Regions from separate parts of the Zea mays genome. Here region 2 is linked to region 1. A link is a contact called in public Hi-C data. All regions are on one chromosome and are shown on one strand. The core of a region is the stretch at or near the end of the contact, and the rest is flanking DNA. Distances in the headings are between cores, read along the strand shown. Region 1 holds the start of LOC100193408 (calcium ion binding). Region 2 holds the start of LOC100283454 (serine/threonine-protein kinase Haspin).

Region 1 (5,720 bases), core at 2,467-4,966:
CTCTGGCTAGTGGCTAGGGCAGGGAAGGGGGAGAGAGTGTGGGGAAGAAGAGAGCCACAGCCAGCCAGCGGTCTATGCAGCAGGAGGCAGTGGCCTGACCCACACAGGAGAGAGAATATTTGAACGGAGTACCCACCGATGCATGATGCACCTCTCGAGCTACAGTGATGAATGCTCCGAGGGAGCTTGCATGGGGTTCACTGAACTTGCAGTACTGTGTACAACGCTAGTCACAAGCACTCCCTGCTAAATATCCTATAGCTTATTGATTATACATTACATATATCACTGTGTCGCTAACACGAATTTCTACATCACTAGAAATAAGACAAGATGCTCCACATTCTCTCTTTTTCTAGGAATGACAGAGCTAGTATAACTGATGCTGTTAACACAAGTACAAATAGCAACAGAAGCAGCAAGTAATGTATCTCATCCAGTATTCCAGTTGATAGCTCCTCCAACAGCAGTTACATGCTATACATACACGACAGTCTCCCACCACCTAGTAAACTTTTTTTAAAACAAATGAAGTAAAACAATCCAATTGAACACTGTAGCTGAACAAAAGAGCAGTCACATCTGATGTTCAAGCTTAGACTTCAGACAACATTCGCTTTCTCTGTTCCTCTCCTGTCATGCCATATATAGTTCATGCATCCATCTCAAGCTATTATGTCATCTCATAAATGGCATGTAATTGGTCATCTTTGTGAAACCTTTAAGATCAGTGATACAGTTAGACCCAACTTGCTTGGGACTAAAAAGTTTAGTTGTTGATGTCGTTGATATAGTTGGACCTAAGCATCTATGAATACAAAACAGCTGCCGTCAGTCATCTGTATAAACTGGTTCCCGCCAGTCTTTGGTATTCTTTTTTGGATCGTCGCAGAGAGCAAGATCTTCATCGAACTCTTTCATTGTCTTCACAAACGTCCTCGCACCTTGCATTATCAACCTTTCCACCATGAACAGCTGATAGTTGTTCTTGACTATCGGATTCAATATGCTGCTGAAGTTAGATGAATATGCCAGCCTGTACCTGCATGCACAACGTGCCACCATAAGAGACAAACAATGTCATAGCTTGTCTCAAGAGAGCACATGCAAATATAATGCTGCATTGCTGACTGCTGTGCAAATATTACTTTTATATTAGCAGTCCATGGTGATAGTTACTTGGGAAAGATGAAACCATCCATCACTCAGGGGATATTTTAAACATTTGAAATATATTACTTAGGTAATCATTCAGGAATACAGTTCCTGAAAATAATAGAAATCATTAAGCATTGGTCAAGCAGTAATACATACTAGAACCAAAGCATAGTTTGGTACAACATCTAGTTGAGAGACAGCTCTCCCAGGCTCAAACCAGGACGCTCACAAGTTGCCCAAACTCCAGAGGGTCTGGTATTTCCATCTATTAAGACAGCTACGGGGCGTATATACACCAATGGAGCGACGTCCTCAAATTTTTATTGATGTATGGGATACAGGTGCAAGAAGAGTAGGTGTGGGGTGCCAATATTATTTGTCTGTCAGAGATGAAAAGAAGCCAACATGTGCAAAAAGAGTAGGTACACGGTATCAGTCTTACTTGTCTGATAGAGATGAAAAGAAGCCTGGGGTCCTTTCATTTGAGGAAATGAAAAGAGTGCGACCTGGTCGAATCCACTTTGCGATTCTTTTCTTGATAAACTCAGGGCGAGTATCTCTGTCAAGATGAGGATGAAGACTTCGCTCAACTCCAAATCTATCTTTCCTATTCTTCAGTAGGTCACCTCGTCTCACATGAATAGCATCATAGTCACCAAGTATCTCTTTCATCTGAAGAGAGCACACGGATTTATAAGCAGAGAATAGCACGCTGTATTTAATAAGTCAATATTACCAAAAGAATATTGAATACACAGGAGATATTAAGTTCTCCCTGAACATCCATGCACAGATGTGCATGCTGCACCCTTTTCTATGAATAAATGTGGCATACATGACATGTCATGGAAGCATGAGAGATGAGAACATACTGAATGAAGTAATCATTCACAGCTTGCTAGCAAGTTTAAAAGGGCAGACTAGCAGGGGACAGCAGCTGCGCATGACACATAACATGCAACACTCAAATAATATAAATACTACAACAGTGTACTGTGTACAGAATAGTATAGAGACGTTCATAACAGGACGTAGAAACATGAGTGCTTCTAAGTGGGAATCTGACAAAATGCTACTCTAGTAATTGGGTACATTGAATTACTGATGGTACTACTTTCTCCATGAGGCGCAAGAAGAGATAATATTTCCACACAATAGCTAATGATAGGTTAACAGAATAAATTTCAAGAATAGAGTTTTGAGGTAAGCAAGACAATGCTGGGAAATTGTTGCTTTCCTGTGGTTTGGCGGTCACTTCCATTTCAATATTTGTAAAACAAATCAGTAAGTCAATCTCTTAATAATATACCTTGTTTGCTGCATCCCTCAGTTTCCTTGTTGCCATTGTTGGCAGAAAAGTGTATGGCAACATCACAGAACTCCGCTTGGTCCGGTCCTTGCACTCCATAAACCTGAACTGTAATGATGATTAAAGTCTATACCTGAATTTTATGCATTACATAATAGAAGTGATTGAGCGTTACTATAAAATTAAGCTATTTCTTTGGGTGCAGGTAGACTTGCAGGGAACAAGCATCCTTATTCCTTACCAAGCAAGAGGACTTGCTGTGCGGTTTATGAGGAGAGCACCAGAGTAATTTGAATTTTGTTTGAGTTCAGCTCTGCTAACCCCTTGCACATGCACCACCAAGCCATCCTCACCGAGTTTTGTACTTCTTGATATTATCTCGTACCATGACCGTGGATTATCCAAAATAACAGGTACGGTTCTTGATATGAGGTCAATATCGTATAAGGATTCCATTGCACAAGAACCTGTTTCCCACCTGCAAAGACATGGAGTTTAAGTATTGACTTGACAAAAGAAAAACAATGTGCATATGCAGGTCTGGTGCTTAAGAAGCAAAACCTTTGTTGTGAAGTTGCATTGCTTGATTGAAGGACCCCCTTTGTATTGTGCACTGAACTGAGACACATCTTTGCAGGCATGACAAGCACCCTGCAGAACGGGGCCATTGCACATTAGCATAATTCCACATTGCAAACGAATTGGTGAAATTGAAATAACAGAGCCCCTGTTTTCATCCAATCTGCTTTGGTGCTTCCTATCTTGCAATAACTGACTATCAGATCGATGCAATCTGGAATTCAGCCGACACGGCCATCTGTAGCCACCGGGCACACGTTTCTGGACGCCAAGGGAAGGGCCACCTAGCGACCTCTACCAATGCGGGAGAAGAGAAGAAGAGGGGCGAAGCGACGGCACGAAATTACCTGTCGAGGAAGAGGGCCTCCTCGAGGGCGCAGCGGAGGCTGGACTCCTGGTGCCCGAGGCCCGCGCAGGAGCCGCAGTGCTTGCCGGGGCAGTCTACGCGGCTTCCCCAGTAGAGGTACCTCCGGTTGCCGTCCCTCTTGTCGACGTCCCGGGGCCGGAACCCCAGGTAGGGCAGCGTGTCCGTGAAGGTCAGCGTGTCCGTGAAGGACAGGACGAACAGGACGGAGAGAGCCGTCGCGACAGCGATGGCGGCTAGGAGGGCCCCCTTCAGGGGTAGCGGCAGCGGCTGCCTGCGACCGCCGGTGGTCCGGGGATGGATCGCCATGGCAGGTAAGGGAATGTGCTCTTTGGCTATTTTCGCGAGTGGATACGAGGAAGAGGGCGAGGGTGAGAACAATTGCTATGGGCTGTATTGGGCTCTAGCCCCTGGGTCAGCCTAATAGCACAGTTGGGCAATTTGGACCCAATGCGCTTTTCGGCAGCCCGTGAGCAGCAGGTTATTTCAGCTACAAGTACAAGCTGTCAAGTATGTGCAAACACACTGGGCCTGGGCCAAAAGTTTTTTTTCCCGGTCACGATCAATAGTGCTTTGTTCATTTATTTTATTTAGAACCAAACATGTTGACCATATATTTCTTTTTGTAATATGGTGTGCCTTTATATTTTTTTTCTTTTTTTAGGATACAGAGTTCTTAGATACAGTATATATTGTGATGTTAAAAGTTATTTAGTCTTTACTTTCAGTTCCAGGTTGAGAAAGCTCGCAGTGGGAGATGTACATCGATCCCCGCTGACAGATAAGCCCAAAACATGCAGTCGGCACCGACATTCCCGATTTTTTTGCATTTTGGTCCTTTCTTGGAAAAAATCACGTTTAGACCCTAGAAAATTTTAATATCATTTTTGGACTCTTTGCTCGGCGCTGTAGCCTATGGCGCCGAGGTACGTGCTGCGCTGTCACAAACGGACGTCGTGACGTCGACGTGGCACCGAGCTTGGCGCCATAGATCTTGGCGCCGAGCACAATTGTGTACACAAAACCTGTCTAGCTTAGTCAGTAGAGCACAAGGCTCTTAACCTTGTGGTTGTGGGTTCGATCAACATGGTGAGTGTTTTTTATAATACTTTTTGTCTTTGTCACTGATTTGTTTTTTTGTCCAGATTTTTCGTTTATGTCGCTAATTTTGTCCGTCCAGATTTTTTTGTTTGTGACTGATTTGTTTATTCGTCCAAATATTTTTTGTTTATCCAGCGAGCACAACGGCTGTGTGCCACAGTGGCCGCGAGCCATCAACTTCCCCCTTGTTTGCTCAGCTAACCTACACCTAGGAAAATCAAACTGAACCGCAAATGGACTATAATGTTTAAAACTTCTTTTGGAAATGCAATTTAAAGATTAACATAGGAATAATAATTATGTTTCTCTTTGTCAATCAAAAAGTGATCTACAAAATAATAGCATGGTTAGATCTATGCATCGTTCCTGTCGTCGTCTCGGACCCGGGGGGTCCCTTGGACCGACCAGTGAAATCGTTGCGTGCCCCTGCCCAGATGGGTTGGCGCGGGATGGAACACAAGAGGTGGGACAAGCCTTATATTATCCTGCACCAGGGGTGCCGCTCGTAGTAGGGGTTACAAGCGCGTCGCGTGGGGGAGAGAGAGACACAGAGTTCGTCCGCCGCTTCCCCCGCGCGAACCCCCCTCAGGGTGCCCCTGGACCTCCCTTTTATAGAGGCAAGGAGAGGGTCCAGACGTACAAAGGGGGGCGTAGCTATGTGCTAATGTGTCCGGCAGTGGAGTGCCTAAGCCCTGTGTACATGCCAACGTGGCCGTTGGGGGAGAGCTTGGGCCCTGTACATGTGATGGCGTGGCCGTCGGAGGAGCGCCTGAGTCCTGTAGGAGCACAGTTGGCAGCGCGGCGAGGATCCTACTGACGTCTCCTTGCTGTCGTAAGGGGCTGAGAGCCACCGGCGTCATGGTGCACGTGGGGCACCATCATTACCCGTCGTCGGGGTAAGCCAGATGGGACGCCGGTCTTGTTCCTTGTAGCCTGAGTAGGCTAGGAATAGGGAAATGATGTATCCCCTGTTAGTGCGGTCGGTCCGAGCCCAGGGTCGGTCGAGGCGGAGACTTCTCTTGAGGCCGAGGCCGGGGTCGGGCGAGGACGCGATTCCTCCCGAGACCGGGGTCAAGGCCGAGTCCGGGGGTCGGGCGAGGCGGAGACCTCCTCCCGAGGCCGAAGCCTTAGGTCGGGCGAGGCGAAAACCTCCTCCCGAGGCCGGAGCATGAGGTCGGGCGAGACGGAGCTTCCTGTTGCTCCCGAGGC
Region 2 (5,795 bases), core at 2,648-5,147, 270 kb after region 1:
TAGTTTTTTGAAAAAACACAAAAACGTGTGTCTAATAGTCCCCCTAAAGCGTTCCCAATTTTTTCATAGCCCTTAAAACTCCCTTATTTGTAGGGGTTTTTTGGGCTCCCCAGAAACAATTTACCGCTTTAAGGGATCTGTTGGAAAAAGGATTAAAATCAACCCCAACTAATTATTTAGATGTCCCTTAAAATTGATTTTGAGGAGTCATTTTCTAGGGAGCTCTTGGAGATGCTCTAAGAAGGGGATTTTAGCCCCTTCAACCCCCTTCAATATTTTAGCTTCCAAATTAGTCCTTAGGGAGTGTTAGCCTATGAGTTCTCTCCTCCTTCACATGTCTTGTCTAGAACGTTTGACTACCTTACGTCTATGGATCATGGCTCGTGGGTCCTTGTTGTTTTTGGAAGGGGCAGGTGGTTGGACGTCTCTAAAGTCCTTCTTATTGTACCTACCTTGTACGACACACGTCTAGCTAGGAGTGTGCATCAAGTGGTCAGAGGGCCATAAATGTGTCAACCATACATAGAGATTCATGGTACCTCTGAACCGCGACGACATAGAGTTTTATCAAGGTTATACGATTTACATTGATCTAGCTTAGGGCGACATCAGTTAGATCTGCTTGGTCGGGATGACTAGGCCGAGGTCACTTGGGACGACCAAGGTTGGGATGATCAGGTCGGGACAATTTTGGTCGAAGCCGACCTGGTAGATGTGACTAGGTCGAAGCGGTTTTAGTTGAGGGTTGTCCTAGTTAGGACCACATTAGATTGTGCTCTTCTCTTAGAATGGGCTTTTGGGGCCATATTGGGATACCTTAATTTGGTATATGTACACATCACTCATAAAGTTATTGGGTCATTCCCTAACCCTATGCAGTTTACCGCCATGAGTTGCATTGGGTGGCTGAACATGCAACCCCAGTACCCCACAATCAAGGAAAGATCCTCTTCCATCTCCATCTCCACAGCAAGGGATCCATCCTTTAGCTTAGAATTCTTCACGCCACACTCCGCACTAGCATCCTATGCCATACGCTTACGCTAGTGGCAAAGCTAGAGTGAATCAGAGGAGTGTGCAAATGTCTTGAGGGTGCATAGTGCTAACATATAGGTGGTGCATATATGGTGAAAATTTGGTCTAAACCACTGATTTTATTAATTTTCGTGGGTGCATATGCATCTGCAGACTCAAACCTAACTTCGCCCCTGGCTTAAGCAAGCTAGATAGAGAGCCACTGGTCTTGTTTGGTATAACTTATTTCACAGCTTCTTCATGAATTTAAGTAGAAGTTGTACCATACAAGACGTTTCTATAGCAGCTTATTAGTGTAACTACGAACTAAAAACAGACGATAAGTTGCTTTTCCAGTAATTGTGCAAATTAGGACCATTGTGCTCCTCCTTTGTCACCCCTAAGTTCATGTGACTTCCTTTTAAAGGTGGACCCCCATTGGAGGAAGGTTTTAGATTATTTTGAGATTGCATAGTATCACGCAAATACTCACAAAACATTACATAAATTCTATCCCGATAATCATCTTCAAAGACTGGGCCAACAAATTTTAAAAATTGACGAAGTCATCACACACGTCTGGTTATCAGTGGAAAGAAGGTGTTAAATGTTGTGGATGCAACTTAGATGAATCCATTCAACACTTTTTCTTTGACTGCCATATGGCTAGATGTGTTTGGAGAGCTGTACAAATTTCATTTAACATTATTCCACCTTCGTGCATCCAACATATGTTTGGCACTTGGCTAAAAGTTTGAATTCTAGACTTAAGAGTCTGACTTGGGTTGGAGCTAGAGATGGCAATGGGTAAATACCCACCGGGTATTACTACCCCATACCCATACCCACGACAAAAAAATAACCCCATCGGGTCACCCATATACACTGGTGGGTATGGATTTACCCCCATACCCATTGGTATGGGTCACCCATCAGGTCATCCATACCCACAAAAAATAAACATCTATCAAAATATTATATTATACAAATGTCAAGTATATCCATCTAAATACCATTGTAAAATTTCTAGCATTATTTAATCATTAGTTCAACACACCGAAGATAAATGGATAAAGTAGTAACACTAGGACAATACTGCATATCACATTACATGTTCCATTACATGGTCATTAAATTGTCGTTAAGCCTTCTATGACATTATGGCCTAAAAGGTTGTTAAATAGTAAAAAAGATGGATGATTAAAGTCCAAGTTCATGCTTGGGCTAAGTTTATATTGGGTATTTATACCCACGGGTTAACGGGTATGGGTGAAGATGGAACGTTCTAATACCTGCTGACCCATTGGGTGAAGATTTTTTATCAATAACAGACCCACGGCCACGGGTAGAATATTTAGCCCGCATACATACCCTAATGGAGTAAATACCCATCTGGTATCGGGTCGCGGGTACCCATTGCCATCTCTAGTTGGAGCATGTGCTCTCTGTTGGGCTATATGGTAAGCCCTATTGGGCTATATGGTTAAACCGTAATGATGTGGTTTTTAATACTGCACAAATTTTCACTCCCTTGCAGGTCACCTCTAGAGAAACACATTGGACAAGATTCTGGACACTGTTGTAGAAGGAGGAGGACAGACCTCAAGTAAAATGGGGCTGTCATGTGCTTGAGACTATAATGATGGAGATCTTTTCAAATTTTCAAATGAAGTACGATCTAATTATAATTTAAACGAAAACGGTATCCCTGACGAGGACTTATCTACGCGATGAACGGGGATAAGGAAGAATTGTCTTTCACACGTGTTTGTGAGATCTCCGTGGGGATTTTTTTTTTTGTTGCGAGGACGAGTATGGAGTGCTAAAATAGGAGCCATCACTAGTTGAACAACGGCAGGAAGCTACTTGTTCAGTAGTTCGTCCGCTGTGATTTCGAAAGGCGCCGCTAAGACACTGACAGGTCCACGAGATTTGCCCCAGTGAGGTCGACACAATCCTCGTCCAAGAAGCGCCGCACTAGCTGAACAACGGCAGGAAGCTACTTGTTCAGTAGTTCGTCCGCTGTGATTTCGAAAGGCGCAGCTAAGACATTTGACAGGTCCACGGGATTTGCTACAGTGAGGTCGGCACAATCCTCGTCCAAGAAGTGCCGCTAAGGGCCCGTTTGGCACAGCTCCAGCTCCTGATTCTAAGCGAGGATCTGGAGAAGCCGTGCCAAACGGGTATTTTTTTAAACTGATTCTCGTGTGGAGCCGAAAGATTTGGAGTCGTTTTTGTGAAGAAAGGTAGGATCTAAAAAAACCTGCTCCACCCTCCCTTAAAACAGCTCCTCAACCAACCAAATATGAACCTCCCCTTAAAGTTTGATCGAAATTACCCGCAATTGCCATTGGACAAAAACATAACGAGCCAATTTATGGATTAAACATTTGAGACCATTTTATGCACTACTATGATGGAAATATTTTATATGTTATTGTTTCATAATTTTTTTCCGTATATGCATCCTACTTATTGGTTTGTAACAAAGTTAAACTGCAAAGGGTAAAACAGACAATCGCCACAGACCACCAACTCTCAGCAGACAAGAATCAGTTTACTTGCCAAACGGTTTTAAAAATGATTCTGATTCTCTAGAAGAATCAGGAGGATCAGCTCCTCACGAGGATCAGGATCTGAAGCTAAAGAAGCAGGAGTTGGAGCTTTGCCAAACGGGCCCTAAGTAATAGACAGCCACAAAAGATCCGCTCCCGTGAGTCTGGCCCAAGCCTCTCGGGTCCACAAAACCTCACTCCACTGTCTACTCCGCCGAGCCGACCACTGCACCCCGCGGCCCCGCCGCTCCGCTCGTCTGCCCTGGCGTCGCCATCGGCCATTCCAACGGCCGCGGAATTCGAATTCATTCATACGCATTCCAGAGTCCAGACTCATTTCAAACTACCCCGCCGCTCCGCCTCGACCCTCCCCTCCTCCCCAATCCCGCGCCCTTCCACCCTCCCGCCGAAAGCCCAGCCCGGATGGCGTCTCTAGAAGGTACGCGCTCGCCCTGTCCGCTCCGCGGGGAGATCGCGCCGTCCGCTAACCCGCTTGACCTTCTCCTCGCGCAGGCGACCGGTGGTCGGAGATCGTGGCCAGCGGCCGTGCCCGGCCGCCCCGCGTTGGCGTCGTGTACGGTCGTCGCCTGGTCGAGGAATCGTCCGGCAGGGCCAACATGGAAACGTAAGAGCGCTCCTGGCCGCTGCCAATCGTTCGTTCGTTCGCCGGCTTGGCACTGGTTTTGTGGATTTAGGGCTGCCTCTGCTGTGATTAGGTGACGCGTTTTCCTGTTCCCGCAGGAGAGCCAGCTTCAGTGGCCTGCGGCGCCCGAGCTTCGTGCCGCGCAAGCGAACCAGCTGGAACCGGTCGCTTTCCATCAGGTGCGCCTTGCTTACATTTCTCGTTCTCTTCAGTAGCAGATATGTTCATGTGACGCACAACTTCACTTTCACTAATTCACTTTACAACGCTTCCATTAGACACTGTCTCCAGTAATGTCACTGGAGACCAATTCCTTTACAAAGTCTGGTGGATGGGTCCAACATCTTTTACCTGAATCGAGGGCTCGAGGCATTCCCCATTTCCATTACACATATAGCGAAATAAGTCAGTTACTCTGATAGTTCAGAGAAATGAAATGAGAAAAAAAGGAGATAACAGAACATGAACCTAACAGCCCCCTTTCATCTATTGCAATCTGATTCAGGCGTCATAGCTAGACAGAGAACGACTGACCACAGAGCACTACACGGCTACACGCATTCAGGTTTACAGATAAACAAAGAACGACACCAGACCCAGTACAACAGCATCTTCAGGTGCATCTGTCAGATTCCTGGTCATCATCACCTTGGTGATCCATATCCCTCAGCTTCTTCAACACCACCTTTGGTTGATCTTTATCAGCAAGGATTCTTGACTCGGTCTGAAGCATGGTGTTCACCCCTTCCAGTAGTCCTTCTTTGCCCATTTCAGCGTAAACAACCTGTCCAATAAAGCATAAGAGCGCATGCATAACAAATAATCACAAAAAGATGTTTCACAAACTTTCCCCTCAAAGCATGCTTTATTTCTTGTTTTCCAAATGGCACAGCACAACGCTGCATTGCCTAACGCGTGGAATTTCTGTCCACCCGGAATCCAAAGATCACACCATCTCCACGTTTGATGTAGATTCTTAGGGACATGATCTGCTCCAAAGCATTTAGCTGTAACTGACAACATAACCTTGGCCATGTTACAGTTGAACAACAAATGTGGGATATTTTCCATTTGATTACAGAAAATGACATGTAGGATCCCCACAATTTTTGTTTGGTCATGTTTTCTTTAGTTAGAACAACATTGTTCTTGATCAAACATAATAAGTTTTTTGATTTTTTTTTTTGGAAATTTACCTTCCAAATGTTTCTGTATGTTGGACCAGCAACATTCACTGTCAAGCATTATTGTTTCCAAACTTCCACATAATTACATCTGGTTCATCAACAAGTTGAAACTTCATCACATCAATGATTCCAATTTTTTTCTCAGCTCATCAACAAGCCATCTACTGAAAGTACTTTGAGTTTTTTCCTCCTTAACCTGGCTTACCAAAATGTCCTTCTTATCACACATTTTGAACAAATCAGAGAACGTATCACACTATCACATAAAGCTTTATCATAAAGCCAAGAATTTTACCAGAATTTCCAATTCTGATGTGGATTACTCTATACCTTGCATGTAGATCATTTTTACTTTTAGAAGATCAGCCCAGATAGGAGAATTGTCAAATATGTGCT

Evidence for each region. A called contact is a pair of places that touch in the nucleus more often than the background predicts.
Region 2: a contact with region 1 is called in a Hi-C map of ear, with 4 times the contacts expected there. The contact joins the promoter of LOC100283454 here to the promoter of LOC100193408 in region 1. A contact is called at or near these places in 4 of 25 Hi-C or Micro-C datasets (ear, endosperm, leaf and 1 more).

What each region holds. Positions count from the first base shown.
Region 1 is chr2:219,589,471-219,595,190 of Zm-B73-REFERENCE-NAM-5.0, forward strand. LOC100193408 (calcium ion binding) reads right to left here and starts at 3,717. Exons shown (of 6, transcript NM_001138531.1): 1 at 3,394-3,717; 2 at 3,029-3,118; 3 at 2,709-2,945; 4 at 2,468-2,575; 5 at 1,601-1,830; 6 at 661-1,042. The coding sequence starts at 2,566. The coding sequence ends at 832.
Region 2 is chr2:219,854,600-219,860,394 of Zm-B73-REFERENCE-NAM-5.0, forward strand. It overlaps LOC100283454 (serine/threonine-protein kinase Haspin), which reads left to right and starts at 3,898. Exons shown (of 15, transcript NM_001156355.1): 1 at 3,898-4,008; 2 at 4,083-4,194; 3 at 4,311-4,391. The coding sequence starts at 3,993.